2 separate regions of the Mus musculus genome follow, and region 2 is linked to region 1. A link is a contact called in public ChIA-PET data. All regions are on one chromosome and are shown on one strand. Each heading gives the region's core, a stretch centred on a gene start, on an enhancer-like site or on the middle of the called end of the contact. The rest is flanking DNA. Distances are from core to core; before and after follow the strand shown. Region 1 overlaps Atrnl1 (attractin like 1). Region 2 has its middle 45 kb from the start of Gm50287.

Evidence for each region. ChIA-PET counts read pairs in DNA pulled down with a chosen protein or histone mark.
Region 2: an RNA polymerase II ChIA-PET map of memory CD8 T cells shows a contact between it and region 1, with 13 read pairs. The contact joins two enhancer-like sites. A contact is called at or near these places in 1 of 15 datasets of contacts at CTCF or cohesin (the NIH/3T3 cell line), 2 of 484 Hi-C or Micro-C datasets (group 2 innate lymphoid cells and liver) and 1 of 115 datasets of contacts at active chromatin or transcription factors (memory CD8 T cells).

What each region holds. Positions count from the first base shown.
Region 1 is chr19:57,991,413-57,996,733 of GRCm38.p6, reverse strand. The region is part of intron 27 of Atrnl1 (attractin like 1); the gene reads right to left. Among named protein-coding and RNA genes, the nearest start is that of Gm32980, 49 kb to the left of the region's middle. Within about 2 kb of position 2,068, at least 40 of the 459 cell types and tissues checked have an H3K27ac peak or open chromatin away from gene starts, as enhancers often do. A contact at or near this core is called in memory CD8 T cells, where this site is marked.
Region 2 is chr19:58,142,014-58,147,334 of GRCm38.p6, reverse strand. No RefSeq gene overlaps it. Among named protein-coding and RNA genes, the nearest start is that of Gm50287, 45 kb to the right of the region's middle. Within about 2 kb of position 3,329, at least 65 of the 459 cell types and tissues checked have an H3K27ac peak or open chromatin away from gene starts, as enhancers often do. A contact at or near this core is called in memory CD8 T cells, where this site is marked.

The DNA.
Region 1 (5,321 bases), core at 819-3,318:
GTTTCTGCTGGCTGGGAACTCAGTCCAGATTCTAGGCCCCTCTCAAATTCAGGTCAATCCCCTTGCCTTCACCCCCCTCCCCCCATGCCAGGAGGAGAACCATCACAGGTAGGAGGGGAAGCAGAGCCATCACAAGTAGGAGGCAGTGTGTGTTCCTATTCCTGTCCTCCCAGCCATAGGTGATCTAGATACAAAGATTCACAACTCTTGGGTATGTTTACCTGTCTGAGGAAAGGCAAAACCCCACAGAAAATAAAAATGCCATAAGGCTAAAGAGAGAATAAAGAAAGATAAAAAATGCCACAGTGCACAGGTATTAAAGGACAACATCTTCTTTCCCTCCCTCCCTCCCTCCCTCCCTCCCTCCCTCCCTCCCTTCCTTCATTTATCTTTCCTTTAAAAAAAAACTTTTTGGGTAAGTAGCTGTAAATTTTCATTTTCACCATGCCCCATAAACTATATAGGTGATCTTGTGTAGTTGTTAATCTTGGAGAGATGAACAAAATTCTCAGGAAGGAGACAAGCAGATGAAAGTTAGTCCCTGCCAATAGCAAGAACTAAGAGCAGGAGCCTCAAAATTAGAGGACTCTTTACCTTGACTGCTTCTATTGATATAATCCCTGCTCCTGATTGGCTATTGTGATATAATACTTCTTGAGGCATCGTCTTCTGTAATCACTTTTGGGAATGGCTATAAGACTGAGCATATATAGAAGCTAATGTACTCAACTGTGCTTCTCAAATAGGGCGTAGTTCTGATCTACGATACTAAGAGGTAAGCGCTGTGTATTTTATGTCGCTATTCTCAAGCTTATGACTTGAAAATAAATCCACAGCTCTGTCCCCATGATCAGCATGACGTCTGTAGAAGGCTCCATGCAGGCTGTACGGTGAAAGGTCCCTTTGTTGGATTCCTTTACAAGCGCATCCTCTTTGGGGGGACAGCTGGCTGCTCTGCTGTTGATACCTATCCTCTATGGGAATGAAGGGCAAAAGATTTCACCTGTGAAGTCTGGGACTATGTTAAGTTCTTACTTTCTGCCTGGCTGATGCTAGGTTAGTAAGTATTTACTGAGTTCCTCCTTTGTGTCAGACACTCTTAGGAGATGACAAAGGGTGGAGGGAAAATGTGGCCTCTTCACTCACAAGTGTCAGCCAAGTAGGTGACAAAGACAAGGCAAGCTAAGACATCGTTGGCTCTCCTTTCTCTTTCTCTTTCTCTTGCTTCCCTTTCCTTTGCTGAGTACTTTGTTCTAAAGACATTTGGGCGAGGGGGTGAGCAGAGCAAGGGACCTATCTACATCTGAGGCAAAAGGGGAGTCAAAATGTGCCTAAACGGGTCATCTAGGATGCAGTGGAGTCAGAATCCACCCATATTCAGGAGGAGTGTAGAGCTATTCAGGAAGGGGACAGACATGTTGGCGCAGTATAGGGCAGTCCCAAGCATGGTAGGGAAGACATATACAGAGAGGCTGCATGGCCTGGTGTTTCAGATGTGGCAGGTGTGGGGACCCCGCCTGAGCCCGAGTGGGAAAAGCAAGTGCACACAGCGGTGGTAACCCTGCCTAGAGGGTCCGGTACCCAGGTAGAGTGGGGGGAGGGGGGAGGCTCAGGTGTGGAAACGGCATAGCACACAGTGAGGCAGCATCAGCAGGGTGAGCAGCCCATGGCCAGGAGCCAGCCCAGCTATGGCGCTGAGGACCAAGTTGGGAGGGGAGAAAGGAATCCGCACTAGGAATGGGGAGCAGGTGAGGCAGGAGACTTGTTGTATAAAAGAAACAAAACAAAATTCATAGAGTAACCCTCTTAAGGATGGTGGAAAGTAGGTGCCTCATCTACTTAGAGAAGAGTCATAAACTTGGAAGGGAAGAAAGGAGCATGGAAACCCAGACTTGAAGCTTTTAGTGGACACTTGCAATCTTCAATATACAGAAAAATAAAGATCACACGCACGTCCTGAGAAGCCTGGGAAAAGTCACACCGTGACAGCCACAAACAGGCCCAAAGAGACTGCAGCCTCTACATGTAACTCTACATGAAAGGAACCACAACTCTGAGGGAAAAAATGGTGAGGGCAGAAAAATACAAACAAGACTGCAACTCCTCATGCCACACAAGGCCACGTCCACAGACCACCGGATGCCTGTAGAAAGGACACTCACCACAAGGCCACGCCCACAGACCACCGGATGCCTGTAGAAAGGACACTCACCACAAGGCCACGCCCACAGACCACCGGATGCCTGTAGAAAGGACACTCACCACAAGGCCACGCCCACAGACCCCGGAGGCCTGTAGAAAGGACACTCACCACAAGGCCACGTCCACAGACCACCGGATGCCTGTAGAAAGGACACTCACCACAAGGCCACGCCCACAGACCCCGGAGGCCTGTAGAAAGGACTCTCAAATCTGAGAGAGGATGCAGTGAGAAGAACAAGGCCTAAGACTGATTGCAAAGCAGATATTGCCATTGATAATGACAATAAATAGCTGGTGTTGATCAGGAAGAGACATTGGATAGATCCAAATGGAGGGAGACTCCAAAATGCACTGTAAAATGATCTCCACCGAGGGTCAAGCATAGTCAAGGAAAGATTGAGAAACTGTTTAAAGAAAACGGAAACAGCCCGGGGTTTTACACTAGACATAGGCCGTGTCTCTGGTCAGTGCTCCACTGTGTGAAGAGACATCATGATAAGATAAAGTATTTAATTAATGGGGTCTTGCTTACAGTTTCCGGGGTTTAGTCCCTTATCCCCATGGCAGGAGGCATGGCTGCATGCTGGCAGGTGATAGAATGTTAGTTGGGAGCTACATCTTCATCCATAGGCAGAGGGGAAAGCAAGTCTGGGCCTAGCATGGGTTTTTGAAACCTCAAAGCCCACCACAGGCAACATACTTCCTCCAACAAGGCCACACCTCCTATTCCTTCTAATCCTTTTGAAGAGTTCCACTCCCTGGTGGCTAAGAATTCAAAGACATAACTACTATCGGGATCATTCTTATTCAAACCACCACAGGCTACCAGTGACTGAAGCACTGGTGACTCCTGGATGGGACCTGAGGAGTGGACAGTAGCAATACTGACATTTTCTCAATGCTGATAGCTGTACTGTGGTTAGACAGAAAAACGTTCAGGTTTTAGGAAAGATACATTTAACTACTAGGTGATACATTATTATAACAAAGAGCACTAAAGCTCTTTTGATACATGTGTAACTTTTTGTAACTCAGAGTTAAAGAAGGATGAATATCACCGGGCTTGAGCATTGTTGCAGGTTCAGGAGCACGAATGCTAATTCCAGGTCCTAGAGGCCCCGTGTTCTCAGGACTATCTCATGAACTGATGCTGACAACTTCAGTACTGCCCATCACCGGGTGATTAGCAGTACTACGGTCAATATCATTATAATATTGTTATCTTCTCCCACCAATAGCCCTCCATTAAATCCTCATACCGTAAAGCTCACTTATGTAAAATATGCATGCATAGCTCATTCATTTGTTCAGCACACACACACACACACACACACACACACAGAGCTGTACAACTGTCATTAGAACATTTTTTCCCCTTGAAGAATCTCTACCCCATGAGATCTTCCTCTTCCTCTCCACCCATGCTGATTTTATTCTAAAGCTAATTCTGTTTCCTACAGGAGCAGGAGGTCGCACCTCTTAAAGACAGTGAGCAGCCGCTGTCCAGTCGATGGTCTGATGAACGAGTGGGTGGGCCGTTACGGGAGTGTACTGACAACTGGCCTGTGGTGCACCTTCAGATGACTCTGAGGTTATGGCTGCTTTTCATCCGCTGTTTTCTACATGCTCGTTAAAACCAAGCGGTCCTCAAGCTTCTAGTTACCAAACCAAACGGGGCTCTCAGTGTCTTAAAAGTCATTTTTGCAAAGTGCAAAGTAGCCATGTCTCGTTCACTGTGGGTAATAGCATAAGGGCGATGAGGTCACTCTAACACAGATTAATAATAATAGTCATCATGGCTAGGCTCCCAACCTCTGCCATAGCAGTAACCTGCAGTTGATTTCCACAACGGTACGAAAGTCTTCAAATACAGGATAACTTTATTACACAATTGTGTCGAAGAAAAATATATAAAAGATGACATTTCTTTTGGCATAACCTATGACCAAAAACTAGTCAGTGGGGGCACAGATAATGAATAGCCGTCAGTTACAGTCTCTGTACACTGTATTTTTGTTTCAGACTACCACAGAGACCGTTTTACAATCAGCTTAGTGCAGACCACTCAAAATGGTCAATTGTTATTTTGTGGCAATGGTGAAAAAATGTTTAAGCCTCTTCTTTAGAGTACTTCTTAAAAGTTCTCCTATGTATCTGAACATGATTGATTACATAATAATTTTCTTCCTGGTAAAGTTTGTTCTAAGTGGTTAATTTAGTAAGAATAAGTAAGAATTCTTTTAGAGAATCATATTAACTCACCACTAAAATAACCACTTTCTCAAACTGAAAACAGATATCTCCGCTATAATTTGTGAAGGTTTAGATGTTTGTATTTATCCTTTTTAAACCTAAACCTAACAAATAGATGCAATACACAAGTTCAAGGCTAAACAGCAGCAGAAACAACAGAATCTCTTTTAAACATGTAACAGAAACATATCTTTTTAAAATTCGTTTTTGGAATAATGGAAAAATGTAGAGTGCTAAATATGAGATGAATCAAGACAAAAAAAACAATTATATTTTAACTCATAACGCCTTCTTCTTTATCGGAAGGGCTCTGACGATATGCGGGATCATCTGCGCTTCTGCTTGTCCCTAGTAAAATGCAGCCAATGTAGTGAGGAGGCAGCAATGGGACAGGGCGCTGCACTGGAAGTTAATTTAGACATCTATGATCCCACTCACCACTCACTCACCATGCTGCCGTAGGAGGAAAATCGGCAATATTCTCAACAGAAAGACTTGGATACTACACCTAATATATGTTGATAGTGCAGTGATTGCTGAATCTAAGAACTCATTTCAGGGGCCAGTGACACGGTGATTGCAGCTATTGTGGAGCTCAGATTATAGATGAATGATGCATCTAATCCTAACAACAGAGAAGGAAAATGAGTGCAGTTCTGGACTCTACAGTGTACGGAAGAAAGACGGACATTGTTCCACTGCACACTCGGGAGACGGGGATAATAGCTAGCCTGAACTCAATGAGAATGAAGGACCCTTACGGATGCCAGAGGTCCAGAGGATGATAAAGTCTCATTTGCATAACCCCTGATTACTCATTTGGATTGTATATGGGATGATTGGGGACATTATTGAGGCAAGATGAG
Region 2 (5,321 bases), core at 2,080-4,579, 150 kb before region 1:
GGAGTTGGTCTTTCTGTTTTGTATGTCCTGGGGATTGAACTCAAAGAGTCAGGCTTGGTGGAACCATCTTTATCCATTGAGACATTTCAACATTCCACGTTTTTGTTGTTGTTGTTGTTTGTTTTGTTTTGTTGCTGTTGTTAAGTGACCTCTAAATTCCTTACGATTATTCCTCTGTTGCTCAGGATTTCCAATGTTGACAGCTAAATACACCCTAAATAATGAAACAGAACAGAGGTAAGGGACAGGCAGCTGTAGTTTAGGTGCAATACCAGAAGTATCTGAGGACCCACCAGCCCTTCACAGTGAGGAGATGCCCATCTGAAGCCATGTGAGCTGCTTCACTGTTGTGTTAACTCTGTGATGCAGGGGAGGTAGCAAGATTAACATACATAGGGAAAAACCAAACCAAACCAAACCAAACCAAACCAAACCAAACCAAACCAAACTGAAAAACAAACACCAGGAGCCTTACCCACCTGGCTTCATGCAGCAAGCAGAGATGTTCTATGAAAGGCTGTGCTCCTGAGTGGGAGGGAAGATACATGGTAAGTGACTCTATCTATAAAGATGTACCACGTGTCTCTCCTGAGCACTGGTCTACACCCATCCTCAAGATTGTCTTTCTCTTACGTAAAATGAACTGTCTTTGTTTCTGTCACTAACTAGGTGCCCCTGGTACAATCTTTGTCTGGAGACCCAAGAACCTGGAAACTTTAGATGGCACCACACGGCTCTGATCTGTGCTTATAGCAACAGTGGGCCTGCACTTCTCATCCCCGGCTTTGTGACAGCCTGCAAATGTCCTTAATCATCTTTATACTCCACAGACTCAAGTCTCTTTAAGAAGAATTGATTAAATGCTATCACAGGGATTCGGCTTCAACTGCTCTGGTTGGAGTGCTGGGGCACATGGCTCAGGTGTGCAGTCCCTCCTCTTACAGACACGATGTTCCCCCTTTGCAGCCAGAGTACTTCACGCCAGTTACACCACAGGTCTGAAGGAGCCTTGCCAAGTGAAGGGGGCTCCTTGGCTCCCTGTACTGCTGCTACCATCAGCCACAGGATTAATTATTCCTCTGGGCGACTTTAGCTGTTCTAAAGAAAATCCCAGGCAAACAGAACACACCTATTCTTCTTCTAGAAATGTTTGTTTGAATTCCCTCACTCATATCAGACTTAATTATGCAATAACTTAGCAATACCCAGACATCTGCCATTTCTGAGCATATCTGAAAGGCAAAGATTGCAATGCCTTGTGTGGTCTCAGGAGCAGCAGGGATCTTCTCTGGGCTGATGGGGGCAAGTATGGAGGATAAAAAAGGGGGTGGGTACCCCTCCATGTGGATGATGGAGAATTCAAAGTATGTCAAATGGCTGAAGGTAAGATCTTGGCTCATTTCACAATCTAGACTTTAGGGACTATGCTGATTTTCACATAAATAATTCCTGGAGAAGTCACTTCCCATTGGGCCGTGGTTAAAGCATGCCTGCAGCACTGATCTGCTCTATGACTTTTAATCTGGATGGCTACTAATTTGTCTGACAACTCCCCTACCAGCCTCGCTGCCCTCCTGTTCTCTGAGTCAGCATGCTGGCTCTTGGCGGCGCCTACATCATACAGAGCTGTCACCACCATCAAACAGCAGGCCCTCAGGGCTCATGCTCACCAGTAAAGCAATAAGCACTTGTTGGAGTGTTAGCGAGGCCCCGTTGCAGCACCGGTAAATTAATTTTAGAGATGTATCTAGGTCAATGTATCTGTGCACCGCATACAAACACATCAGCCAGTTACCTGTGTTTGCGAATTTGTAAAAGGTTAAAGCCTTCCCTGGTAGTGACTTACCCTTTAGCTAAGTCCCAGATGGAAAAAAAATGGTTACATTCTGCTTCATGGTAACAACTGCAAGATCCACCACACACACACACACACACACACACAGAGAGAGAGAGAGAGAGAGAGAGAGAGAGAGAGAGAGAGAGAGAGAGATTCTGAGAGCTGGACACCACAAACATAGTTAATAATAGTTTTAGGAGCCAGAGTTTAAAAGGCATTAGCATTCCCGACTCCACACCCCATATAACTAGCAGGGCTGATTCAGGATCTTTGATGACCAATAATCCATGAATTTTCTACATCTACTTCTCTATTCTAAGTAAAGAATGTATTTCATAAGGTTCTTTTAGAGGTTAAAACAGCATAGTGAAACAGTTAAACAAAGTTATCCTGATGGCTGGAAGTTAAGCCCCACTAAGAAATAAAGTAAAAACCCAGGATATGGGGAGCTGCAAACGAAATACATTTGATGTGTCTATGAGATTTCTCTGTTAGGAAGGAAGGCGGCAACACAGAGCGTCTGCTTCACTCTCTGTTGGTATGCTGTGCGGCCCACCTCAGTGCCATTGAGAGGGTCCCAAGTACAGACTGAAGCCTTGTGAATGTGGCAGTGTCTTTAGCTGAAGCGAGCTGACAGGTTTTATTCAGCTCATGAGAGTTGCTCTTATGGATATGGGAGGCCAAGTCAGACAAGCACAATACCATCATCACTAGGTATAGACCCAGGCAGATGGAGCTACCTACACCCTGAATCCTACACAGAGATAAGCCAGGCCTGGTGACAAGTACCAGTAATTCTAGAGCTGGGAATACCAGACAAGCAGACGTTTAGCACTCAATGGCCAGCAAGCCTAGCCTACTTGGCGAATTCCAGCGAGAAGCCAGTATGGGTGTGTCTACAAATAATATGGTGGAAGGTGACTGAGGAAGACACCCAACGTTGACCTCTAGCATTCACGTACCTGAGCACATGCTTAGGCACATACACACACACACACACACACACACACACACACACACACACATACACACACACACACACGAGAGAGATAGGGGGGGAGAGGGGAGAGGGGAGGGGGAGGGAGAGGGAGGGAGAGGGGGAGGGAGAGGGAGAGGAGGAGGGAGAGGGAGGGGAGAGAGCGCTAGCTGACTACCATGTTCTCTGGCATCATGGGATCTGCCTAAAGAATAGGCGCTCAGATAGTGTTTGTATTGCCTTGCCAGTAATCCAGAAGGCAACCTGTACCTCTCCCAGCAGCCTGTGGTATGATGTGATGTGGTGCAAATGTCCCGAGGCACCCACGATACACTGGGGCTTTGCTCCTCCAAAGCTGAGAGATGAGGTAAGGCAACTGGACCATCTATGCTTAACAACATGATGTAGGCAGAGTAGTAAAGCAGATAGAGGGTCTCTGCAACAGTTCCATCCCCCGTGAACTTCTGCTCTGCGTTGAGCTCCGAGTCTAGAGATGTGTAAGTCCCAGCTGAGCAGGATATGAACAGTGTGACCACATCCTGTTAGTGTGGGACTTGTAATTGCCAGAGCTGCTTTCTACTCTGTCACTTGCTCAATGATCCAATGAGATTAGATCTGATGTTACTGCTGATAACCATTGTGATGAAGCAGGCTGGGCATCTGGACATCTTAGGGTTGCTTGGAGCTGAAGAATTGAGCTTGTCCCCTTGTTATGGGGGAGCCAGGACTAGTGAAAAAGACTAAAAATGGCCCCCACAGGCTCGTACATTTGAGTGCTTGGTCCCTGGTTGGTGGAACTGCTTGGGAAGAACTAGAATGATTGGTTTGTCTGAAGAGGTGTGTCAATTGGGTGGGCTTGAAGGTTGCAAAAGCAGATGTCATTTCCAATTCTCTCCCTCTCCCTCTCCCTCTCCCTCTCCCTCTCCCTCTCCCTCTCCCTCTCCCTCTCCCTCTCCCTCTCCCTCTCCCTCTCCCTCTCCCTCTCCCTCTCCCTCTCCCTCTCCCTCTCCCTCTCCCTCTCCCTCTCCCTCTCTCTCTCTCTCTCTCTCCCCTCCCTTCAACTTGTGGATAAGACAGAAGTAAGCTCTAAGCTACTGCTCCAGGACCATGCCTGCCTCCTGCCATACTCCCTGCCGTGGCTGTTGTGGACTCACCCTCTGAAATGTAAGCAAGTCCCCAATTAAATGTTTTCATTATTAGCTGCTTTGATCATGATGTGTCTTCACAGCAATGGAAAAGTAACAAAAACATTACTTATTAAGTATGGGAAAGTATGACTTTGACTGAAACTGTCCCTGTCATTGGGACATCTACTTAGAGGACAGTGGCCAAAGTTGATGACATTTTCCTTCCATAGTGTGAAAGGTCTGTTTGGCAAGCATTTCATATCTGCCTCTTGGTTGCCATGCAAGCTTAGGCTTCTCTTAGTGAGAATTTTGGTTTCTTTAAAAACACAGAAATATTATAAGAATGTGTTTTCATTTTAAATCCAGGTGTGGGCTATGGAGCTGCTTCAGATTACCCATAGCAGTTGACTCTGATTTGCCTCGTGCTCTAGCAGGGGTGTGGTTTTGCCAGCCAGCTGCAGATAGTTTCTGAGATTGTCAAGTTTGGAATTCTGGGGACTTTTCACAGTATATATAAATGCTAGGGCCCTGATAGAAGGGACTGTTGGCCAGTTGGTGGTTGGTTGCAGTTGGTTGCAGTTTGTTAAGTAGCCATGCACAAAGAAGAAACAACAAGGAGAAATTAGATATCCTGATGGTGAAGATCTAACTTGCTCCTAGGAATTCAATGCTCCTAATCAGCAGGAAGTAGTCTGTCAATATCGAAACCCTCTTTCTGTTCTATCCTTTTTCCTTTCCTGCCTACTGTTAGGGGGTTGAAAGGGTGGAAGAAGGGGGTAGAGAAGGGTGGAAGAAAAAAAGAACCCACCAAGTACTCAAAAATAGCCTCAAATTAGAAGGCAATAGCATTTGCCAGGACAAAAGCAAGTCCTAATGGAACTTATCCCAGGGGGTGTAGTGACTACACAGCTAAGAGCTGCCAGGACCAGTTCATGTCCCCCAAGGCCATTATGTCACATGACCAGGAATGGCTGGGTGAAGTGCATCAGCTGTGTTATGAATGGACTCCATTTTTTGGAAGATCAACGTAGGCAGCATAAAGGAAGGAAATACCTGGGTAAAGTTCTCCAAAGTTGTTTCTTGTCCGTTTTGAGAACAGCAGCTTGTGTTCCCTCATCCACCATTCAGAGGCTACACATCAATGTATGGAAGTAAATGGGCCCACACTGTTGTGTGTGTAGTTGATGCTTCAGGCTGGTCAGTCAGCACAGTGAAAGGTGAACTTCTGTTGCCCTAAATAAAGAATTAACCAGGGCCTTTATCAAAACCACAGAGCCCCACACTACTCTACCTGATTTAGGAACAGTTGGCTTCTGGCGTGCCTCATTAGCACAGGCAGACCATGACATGTGTCCTTGTAAAAGTTTATTTTCAAACATTT